Regions from separate parts of the Mus musculus genome. Here region 2 is linked to region 1. Evidence: chromatin contacts called from public Hi-C data. All regions are on one chromosome and are shown on one strand. Each heading gives the region's core, a stretch centred on a gene start, on an enhancer-like site or on the middle of the called end of the contact. The rest is flanking DNA. Distances are from core to core; before and after follow the strand shown. Region 1 overlaps Kirrel3 (kirre like nephrin family adhesion molecule 3). Region 2 overlaps Dcps (decapping enzyme, scavenger).

Evidence for each region. Hi-C and Micro-C count contacts between places; a contact is called where the count stands out from the background.
Region 2: a Hi-C map of cerebral cortex shows a contact between it and region 1, with 4 times the contacts expected there. The contact joins two enhancer-like sites. A contact is called at or near these places in 5 of 39 promoter capture datasets (the HPC-7 cell line, embryonic stem cells, liver and 2 more), 2 of 15 datasets of contacts at CTCF or cohesin (the G1E-ER4 cell line and embryonic stem cells), 81 of 484 Hi-C or Micro-C datasets (the Ba/F3 cell line, DN3 thymocytes, ECoMG-derived neutrophils and 38 more), 3 of 115 datasets of contacts at active chromatin or transcription factors (bone marrow-derived dendritic cells, embryonic stem cells and kidney) and 1 of 9 other capture datasets (adipose tissue).

What each region holds. Positions count from the first base shown.
Region 1 is chr9:34,858,696-34,863,670 of GRCm38.p6, reverse strand. All of the region lies in intron 1 of Kirrel3 (kirre like nephrin family adhesion molecule 3), which reads right to left. It overlaps Gm45955 (a long non-coding RNA gene), which reads left to right. Exons shown (of 4, transcript XR_003948314.1): 3 at 1,813-2,671; 4 at 3,445-3,570. Among named protein-coding and RNA genes, the nearest start is that of Gm33561, 6.0 kb to the right of the region's middle. Within about 2 kb of position 2,575, at least 8 of the 459 cell types and tissues checked have an H3K27ac peak or open chromatin away from gene starts, as enhancers often do. A contact at or near this core is called in cerebral cortex, where this site is marked.
Region 2 is chr9:35,165,124-35,170,098 of GRCm38.p6, reverse strand. All of the region lies in intron 2 of Dcps (decapping enzyme, scavenger), which reads left to right. Among named protein-coding and RNA genes, the nearest start is that of Dcps, 8.4 kb to the left of the region's middle. Within about 2 kb of position 2,593, at least 52 of the 459 cell types and tissues checked have an H3K27ac peak or open chromatin away from gene starts, as enhancers often do. A contact at or near this core is called in cerebral cortex, where this site is marked.

The DNA of each region.
Region 1 (4,975 bases), core at 1,326-3,825:
TTGCCTTACACTGGAGCTAGGGAAGAGGCCAGCAGGGCACACCAGTGAGAATGTGCCGTGAGAACAACAGACAACAGAATGCTCTGCCCCAAAAGCAGAGTACAGAGATTGCTAGTGTTGTCCTTTTTCTCAGGATCAGACCAGGGACACAGGCAGAAGGGACTATCACTGGTTCTCTCTATTCATTTTTTAGCATGGGAGAAGGAGGCACTCACTCAATGTCTCTGGGCAGGACACAGGCAGCTGCCATGTGACCCAAAGGCATATAGATATCAGATCCTATTTGACTTTGGATCCAGTTGGCTTCTCACTATCTCTGTGACTTTGGGTAACTTATCTCATCTCTCTGAGCCTTCTTCTTTCTACATGTAATTCGGAGGAGAGTGTGTGTTTGCCTCACAGTGCTGTTGGGAGCATTCTACAAGAGGCAGACCGAGCTCAGAACAGTGCCTAGCATATAAACTCTCAAATCAGAAAGGGGATCGGGAGTCTTCATAAGCCACCATTTAGTGTCGAGTGCACATACGTGGACTCTGTAGCTGTGCTGCCTGAGTTTAGAGCCATGTTGGGAGACACTGGGTAAGTAACATAACTCTTCTGGGCCTTAGTGTCCTAATCTGTAAATGCTAGGAAACTGCTAACACTTATCTTCTTGGGTTGTTGATTGGATTAGACATGTGGGTATACAGATGGACTTCAACGATGTAGTAATGACCCAGAAGATGCTAGAGATTCCTAATACTAATAGGATTATTTCATAGGACCATGGGGGAAAGGAAGTCCAGACATCCTGGGGTCTGCTGTTCATGGTTTGCCACCTTAGAGTGGTCACTGGGCCAAATCCCAGATGGCTCCACACTTTGACAGCAGCGGGGATCCTGTACACCACCGCAGGATGGGAGGCAAGGCAAGGTGACCTCAGAGTGAGGATGGAGAGAGCCAGTCCAGGTTTCCAACATTTGTAACTTGGTTCACAGTAGGCTGTGAGGGGAGGAGACTCAGAGCATGTTTATCCTTCTGGGGACATTTCCCTAGAACCCTGTAGGGGCATTAAAACTTTAACACACACACAACACGCTCGTTTTTCTCCATGTACATTCCCCCAACCCTGCTGCCATTTCTTCGCTAGAAGTGCAGGCTGATCAAAGACAGGAAGGCATCTAAGGGTGGGATGCCATGGGTGTGGGGGAGGTAACCGGGTGAAGTGAGCCACTTTGGAGCTGGACTGCTGCTACTCAGCCTGGTACTCATAGTGATATGCCCTCTCATCTGCCTCGTTAAACATTTATTTCTTATTCCCTACCAAGAGGAGAGTCTCTCCAGCAGCCGGGCTTACCTGGAGGCTGTGGAGTGGCCAGAACCTTCCAGGAGGCCAAGGAATCTTTGGGGTCTAGCCACGAGGACGAATAGGGCAGTCCACTCCATGAGCTCAGCTCCATGATAGAGCTGAGATTAGCTGCTGTCTCTTTCACAGAGAAGGAAACTGAAACGTGAGTGGCCAGGCACAGATTTTGCCTTAATGCCAAACTGTAGATGGTTTGAACAGAACCATCAGGTCTGATTGGGCTGGGTCTGCTTTCCGTTTTAAGTGTGCCAGCTCTTCGATGGGAGAGAAAGGACAGACTTGCCTTCCTCTGCCTTCTTCACAGGGTGCAGGCCTCTAGCTGGCCATAGCAGCCTCCTTCCACTGGGGGGAGCAGGCTCTCCACAGGTGGGTCATCTCCTGGGAGCAGGCATTCAGCTCCTGCCTCCAGGTCCAAAGATGTCCTTCCTATTGCTGTTCTTAATTGCTGGCTGTTCTTAATTATGTAGGCATTCAGTGGCTTCTACTGTCCTCAGAGCCCAGACATGACATCCACAGCCTTCCTAGCAAGGTCAAAGCAAAGCTCCCATTCTGCATCCTTCCAGCCATGGCCTCTTCTGCCAGCCACTTTACAGGTGGAGAAACTGAGACCTTCATGACTTGCTGATGGGCCACCTGCCTCCTGGGAGCTCCCCTTCCTTCTCTTTGGGTTTAGTCGAGCAAGGTGAACCTCAGTCACTGATTGAGAGCTTATAGCCCATAGGTGCAGCGAGGCGCCCTGGTCATCACAATGGGGGAGGTGGTTTGGTAAGGGAGAGGGGACTGTCTGGGCACTATCTCGGCTGCTCAGTCTCAGCAGAGTCCAAGGGCATGTGGAGCCCCTGTGAACGATGTCTCTGGCATCATTCTCAGCCCTGTATTTCACCAACCCAGAAGTGTGGGCGTGGTAGCTTGGTTTGTGTACCGATTGTAGAAATGTAGCTGGAGTGAGTGTGGGTGGTAGAGAGCCTCTTTCAGGGCAGGTAGGGAGGAAGGCAGGATTGCAAAAAGGAGAGATTAGAGAAACCCCCATCCAAAAAGCCTCCCACCCACCTGGCAGCCCGTGCAAACATGACTAAAACATACACACACACACACACACACACACACAAACCAAAGGCTTTGTGAGATCTAATTAGTGGACTACATCTAACTCTCAGACTTCCTGAGCAGGGCTCCTCCTCTAGCCCCAGGCTATCTCGAGAATTAAGCTGCCTAAGATCACCTCATTAAATTCACTAACCTTGCTTTTCCGCTACATTTAGCCTCTGGTGCCCTTCCTCTGTCCCTAGGAGGTGCCTGTCTGGCATTCCACCAGCATCTTCCCAGGTAGGTAAAACTACGATTGCCCCTCCCCAAATGGCTTCCTTAGTCACAAAGCTTCTTGCTTTTGAGCTCTGAAGGCACCCTGCGCTGATCAGCTGATCCGGGCACCTGGCCCTGCTGCAATAAGATCCTCCCCTCTCCCCAGTACAGGAATGGGGAAGGAGAAACTAGTTAGAAGCAAAGTGCTGGGTCCCCTTGCCTCCTGGTTACCAGCTCCAGCTTGCATTTCTTGGAGTCTCAGACCTGGTGCTTCTGGCATGGGATGAGCGACTTAACATGGAGGACAAGCTGTGCAGGGGGCATGTCCTCCGAGAACCCTGCAGCCACCTATTGTAGGCAGGCAGGCAGCTCATCGAAGTTGCTTGGCATCCTATTAAATAAATGAGTCACCCCTGTGAGTTGGAGGCAGAGGCAGTCACACCAGAGAGGTATTTGTTGTGAAAGAGATATGGAGGGCAATTAGTACCATAGGAGAGTTGGGGGAAGAGCTAACACCATGGCCAACTTGAACACTACACAGACTGGTGCTAAGCTGAGGAGCCCTAGCTGACTGCCCACTGACTTGCATGTGCCCTATGTGCTGAGGCCCAAATGTCAAGAAGAAATAGGGCCAGGGGCAGCTTCTGATGAACATAAGGAATCAAGAGCCACACCTGTGTGGCTCTAGGCAGCTTGCCCTCAGGTCAGGAGAACTGATGGGTGTCTTCTCCTGGGACTGGTGGCTGAACTGGCTAGACATTATTTATGTGGTACTCATTCTGTATGATTTCCCTTAGACTGTCCTGAGCATGGACAACGGAGCAGAGCTACGCCTGCCTTAAGACGTGCATGAGGCATTCTTCCTCAACCTACCTGAGATGTCAAGACAAACGACTTTGTGAAAGGCAAGTGCAGGGTCACTGCGTGGGGGGGGGGGGAGGGAGGGGTAGTGGACAAATGAGTCTGAATGTAGAACGAGGTGACTGAAAAGGACAATCTAACAGGACACACCAAGACCAAGTTCTCAGTAAAAGGAGATTTATTTGTCACAGAAGGACAAAGGGCAGGGAATAAGAGACAAAGACTGGCAGATAGAGGATGAGGGAGAAGAGAAGGGGCAAGGAAGAGAGGGAGGGGTATTTACCCTGGGAGAGACAAAAGTGTCTCTGGAGAAAGAAGGCAGACATGGCTGATAGGCAAAAGGTAGTTGATAAGGGAACAGGGGGAAACCCTGGAGCGAGAAGGAGATGTTTGATTTTAATTGGGCATGTTAATTAGGGCTGGTAATGGATGGGAAGTGACCAAATAAGGAAATAGACCTAGGTGGCTATGTCGCTAAAGGTATTTAGTAAGGGGGAAGGAAAGGCAGGGACAGTGTCATGTTTGCCATGCTCTGGCCTGCTGGAGCCCTTCAGGGACAGCTTGGCACAAAGCTCTTTTCTGGGAACCTCTGAAGTATGTTTACCTACAGAAACTTGATCCCCAATGGATCTGGAAAGAACTGGGGTAGTGGGTCGTGTCCTGGTGACCATCAACCTTGGCTGCAAGTTGGAATTACCTGAAAGAGCTGTAAAAACTCTGACCCCTAATTCCTGAGCAGAAATGCAGATTTGATTGTTTGGAGGAGTCGCTTTGAGGTGGCAGGCCCAGGGTGATGTAACATGCAGCCAGGGCTGAAAGCCACCCACACATGGGTCCCACTCTTCCTGTGCCAGTTTCTCTGTTGTGAACAGGTCACACCAACTGTCCATTTACTGTGTAACAGAAGATGAGGTAAAATTTTTATAAACATAGTAGCTTCATTGGATCCACAGAACAAGCAATGTTGTTGAAAGGTATTGTGATGATTTTCAGCTTATTAATGAAAGAACGGATTTGGCAAAGTTAAGTAAACTGGCCAATGTCACACATGTGTTCAGTTGCAAAGATGAGTCTGACCTACTTACAGAGCCTGTGCTGTTAGCCATTATGCACATTGTCGCCTGCTTCAAGACAGCCTGGGGATGGTGCCTGGAGGTTGGGGTTCATTTTGATGTCCCATTTGCAAGAATATTTTGGTGAACAGTTTCCAAAGCAATGAGGCTCAAGAATGACAGGCCAACCTGGCCTGTCCTCCACCTCATGACAATAAGGAAGGGATAATGACCAACATTGTTGTCACTCAGTCTGAAGAGGAGCTGTGGTTTGTGGACCACTGGGCAAACACATGACCTGGTGCTATGACCAAAGGGGTTGGGGGAGCCAATAATGAAAGTTTGAAGGGGCCATTCCCTTGCTTTTGTGGGCTAGGACTTCAGGTAGCATGTGGGAGGATGGGTCCTGCCTGGG
Region 2 (4,975 bases), core at 1,344-3,843, 310 kb before region 1:
CATATATGTCTGTACACTGTGTGTGTGCAGTGCCCACAGAAGCCAGAAGAGAGTGTTAGGTCTCCTGGGACTTGAGTTACAGAGACTTAGGAGCTGCTATATTGGAGCTAGGAATTGAACTTGAGTCTCTGGAAGAGCAGCCATTGCTTAAATACGGAACCGTCTCTCTAGCCTTGAAAGCATTTTTTAATTTACCAAAAAGGTAATCATTCTGTGCCTCAAGAAAGACATGATATGTCAAGATCTTGTAGGCAGTATATGAGGGATATGGGTTGACCTTCATGGTTCCCATCCAGGAAGTTCTAAAATGCTTTGGACACATGGTGTGTTGTAATTTGCCCCTCAGCGTTTAAGAACAAGTCAGCTTCCCAGATATCCTGTCCCAGTGTCATTTTCAATAGTATTTTCTACAGCTCTATAACTGAGGGCTATTGTTATTCTTTGAAAATGCATGTGATCACTTGATATAAGACAAGCAAACCTTTCAGAGCAGACAGCACAAGAGCCTCCTTTTCTCTGAAAGATAGCCAGATTTTTTGGCTTAAGTTGATGGAAATGGACAGCTGCATTTATTTTCTTAAGTGTTGACCTTTAAGCAAATGTATTCTTTGACGCGGGGCAGCAGCATGACAGAAGGCACTGTAGCCAGAACTACCTGACCTAAAGCCACCTAGGCCATTGCTTACTGTCATTCCACTTGTCTCCTCCCAGCTCTTCCACTGACATCCCCATCCCTAGCCAGAGCCCACAAGGTCCTGTGCTGAGATCACCCCTGGTGCATTCACAAAGTCTTCCTCCCACCCCCTACCCTCCACCCCACCACAGTACTTCTGCGACACTGCACAAGATGAGTATTGAAAGTGGCAGTTGGTGAGGGCTCCTCCTGACCCAGTCCCACGTGTCTCCATAACCCTTTCCCCATGATCACCCAAACCTACCTGGGATGGGAGCTCTTCTCTCCCTGTCTCCTTAGCAGATGGACTTTGTTTTGTGGGCTTGCCTTCCCTATCTAGTCCTAGCATGGAGATTTGGAAGTCACAACAGTTGGATTCAGGGCCTGAACTGTGCTTCTCCCTTATTGACTTATTTATCCTGCCCATGGGTGACTTTATAAATAATAAGTTGGCAGATTCATTCTATAAAGAACCAAAGTAAATATCCTAGGCTTTGTGAGGCATGAGTGGTTTCCTCCTCTTTGTTTTTCTTTCTCCACACCTCTAATAATGAATGTATCACTTCCAGCTTGCTGGGTGTTCACTCAGGTGGTAAGTCAAATAGAACCCGCTGGTCATCGCTTCCCAGTCTGTTTTCCAGGTTTTTGCCATTCAGAATGTGGTCTGTGGAGTGGTACTGTGAGCACCACCTAGGTGCTTCTCAGGCACAGAATTCCAGACTCTATTGCAGACTACAGAACTCAGCCCTTGTGCTAGCTGGACTTCCGTACAAGTCATATGGACATTATAGTTAGAAAGATATTAGTCTTTAAAAGACACTGTTTGCTGGGGATGCCTGCCATTATTTCTCATTCTTGGCCTTTCCAAAAACCTTCAGCTGGTATTGAAATAAATTTGTGGTTTGCATTTGAAGTTCTCATAGGTACTGCATAGGTGAAATTCAAGAATATATTTGTGCATTATTCAGAAGCAGTCAGCATCTATTTAGTAGTAGTTACTATGATTATTTTGGTGTGCTGGCCTCAGTGCTAAGTACCGTTGCTTCAGAGTCCAGTAAGATGCTATCTCTGACCTTAGGCATGTTTAGGGCAGGGCAAGAGGGCTGTGAGTTATTGTGAAGAGACAGAGAGACAAATGCTGTGGGTCCTCCTACCTGAATGGAAACTTTGGATAAGAGTTCAGCTTTGGGCATAGGCCTGTAGTCCTAGCTCCTGGAAAGGTGAAGCAAAAGGCTCAAATGTGTGGGCCATAGAGGGAGTTCAGGACTGGCCTGAACAATTTAGTGAGATGCTGTCTGAAAATAAAAAGTGAAAGAACACTAAGGTTGTGGCTTAACAGTGGAGTGCTTGCACGGGTCTGAGGCCCTAGGTGTAATCCCCTTTACTACATGTAGGAAGACAGGCAATCACGTCATAGGCGGTTAAGGAGAAGCTCTTCATGTGCTGGTCTTTGACAGCTTGTCTATCTCCCAGTGCTTGACAGTTGTGGTAGCAACCATGCAGCCGGCAGGCATTCAAGCATGCAGACACAGTGTTCCATCCAGTCCTTGTTCAGGCCTCAGATATCAAGACCCTTAGCTCAGAGTGTTAGAGTTCTTGTGTAAGTCAGTATTCCATAGCATTTGATACTAGCCAGTGTTGCAGCTTTTGTCTTAGGGTGTCTGATAATGTTGATTTTAATGAGTTCATGGTTTCCAGGAGCTCTTCTAGCGAACAGAGCCCGTAGTTCCTCCTATCTGTCTCCTTATTAGTCTTTTATCCCTTTTCACCTCTGCCCCTTCTTGTCTTCTCCCTTCTTAAAAAAAAAAAAATTTGTATTTTACATATGTGGGTGTTTGTTTGCATGTGTGTCTAAGTACCATGTGTGGTCAGTGCCTTTGGAGGCCAGCAGAGGACATTAGATTTCTTGGAACTGGAATTACAGATAGTTGTAGGGATCACGTGGGAGCTGGGAACAAACCCTAATCCTGTAGAGGAGCAGCCAGTGTTGTTAACCACTGAGTTGCCTCTCCAGTCCCCGTCTCTCTTCTCGCTTCTCTCCCCCTCCTTTGCTCTGTCCACTCGTGAACTGTCTGGCTGCTGCCACCCTGGCCACTGTGCTGTGCCTGTTGCTTTTTCTTTGTGTTTCCATCTCTGCTCCATTAACAAAAGTAGGCAAGAAAAGACCACTTACGAGAGGACATTTGTTGGGAATAATTGGGCAGAAGAATGTCTCCTAGCCTATCTGCTTATAGAGCCAAGGAGGGGATCATGCAAATGAACGTTTGTGTCCCCATGAATTGAGGCATTGTTCCTCCTGTACCAGTCACAGCAGCCCCTCAGCATCCATCAGGATAATTGTTCTCTCTAGCCCGAATAGACCTGGTTACAGAATATCACAGCCTACTGAGGGTTGTGATGGCAGGAACTCGGATACAAACTGTTTGAACCGGTTGTGGCTGGAGCTGCACCTTCAGGAGCTGGCAATCATTTCTCAGTTTACTTGAGTGAACTGAGTACTGCTCACAGCCAGAGAGGGAATTGGGGGAAAAAAAAATCACAGCACACTTCACATGCACAAGTAGTCCTTTTGCTAGGTCATTAGAATTAGTGACCTGTGGCCTCTGGCCTGTGGGTAAATGATTGCCAAGTCCTCTAGAGTTCAGCAATGTAATAGAAAAAAAAAATCTAGTCATAAACTATTTGAAATAGCCAAAGCTAGCTGGGGCTGCCCATCAGGAACCAGACAATTAGCTGTAATTGTTGTATAGTTTCTTCATGCCATCCCCTGGAACATTTAAAGTGGTCAGCGTTGCCTGGCTGTTTGACTGACCTTTGGTTAAGGCAGCTGGGAGTCCAGCAACTTGAAGTTACAAAGTCAGGTTGCCCATTACCCAGAGGCTTGACTTATTTACAGAAAAATGAACATTAGAAGGCATGTTTACTATAAGGGCTTGCCAAAATTATTATTAGCACTGACATAAATTTTAGCATATTTCAGCAGTACAAGGAGAATAACTGAAGTATCCACAGATTCCTTTTTTTTTTTTCCCTTTGGGACAGGCATTCCATAGCCACAAGGTGTCAGTGTTACCAAAGTATTCTGACTATTAGCTCTCCAGCACCAGGCATCCTAGTCAGGACCTACCTAGAGCCTGTGTGACGCCCGCCCCTGCCTCCACCCCTGCCCTGACCACCCCCCCCCCCCAGTCCCCCATGCTTCTCTGTTCTCAGCTTCTGAATTACAGCTCACTGTGGCCTATCCCATGGACCTTAAAGTGAAATTCCTGCAACTTTAGTCCTCTGTGCCCAATACACTGTTGTATCTTTTTTTTCTGTTTGTTTGTTTTTGTTTTGCTGATCCCTGGCTCTTCTCAGCCTTTTCTAAGCAGGCTGCTGTCCTGGACTCAGCATCAATCATGTTTGATGGATTTCTTTTGGTATTTCTTCCATGACTGGTGATGTTTTCCTCTTATGCAAACCTGAGAGTATGCAGTCTCCTCTCCCATTTTTTTCCCTCCAGATTCTCAGCTCACCAAAGTAAGTAGCCTAGAGTTAGTCCCTCATGGTTCCTTACACCAGTGGCCCAAGGAGGGAGCATGGGCTTGGGAACTAGGCTTGCTTAGGCCATGTCCCAGAGTTAATCCCTAATAGCATCGTTCCTCTGTACAGCCACAGCAGCCCCTCTGCATCCATCAGGATGGAGGTTCCCTTTCTAGCCTTAGACCTGGTTATAGGATATCACAGCTTACTGAGGGTAAGGAGTAAATGTGGGTTCAGGCAGACTTGGGGGGTGGAGGCCTGGCTCTGACATCGGCCATTGGAAAGGCCCAGGGCATTCTTGTTCACTTAACACTTGAAGTTCTGCTCTATCCAGATGTTCTAGTAGGTGAGTCCAAACAGCATGTGTCAATTGTCTTTGGGTTTTGAGGGGAAGACAGACAGCAAACAAGTGAACAGTGTCTGAGTGGCCCTGGGCAGAGAGCTGCCCGGGCTGTGCAAATGAAGGCCACACACAATCAGAGCGAGACCTGATGACTGAGAAGGAGCCAGCTCGAGAAGGATGGGTGTTCTAGTCTGGAACAGAAAAGAGGCTCTTATGCTGGAAGTGCAGGTGAGAGCAGTGACTGCAACATGGGCACAGGAAGTGGACGAAGTGACTTTAAGAATTGCCTTTGTTGGGCTGGCGAGATGGCTCAGTGGTTAAGAGCTCCAACTGCTCTTCCGAAGGTCCCGAGTTCAAATCCCAGCAACCACATGGTGGCTCACAACCATCTGTAACGAAATTTGATGCCCTCTTCTGGAGTATCTGAGGACAGCTAC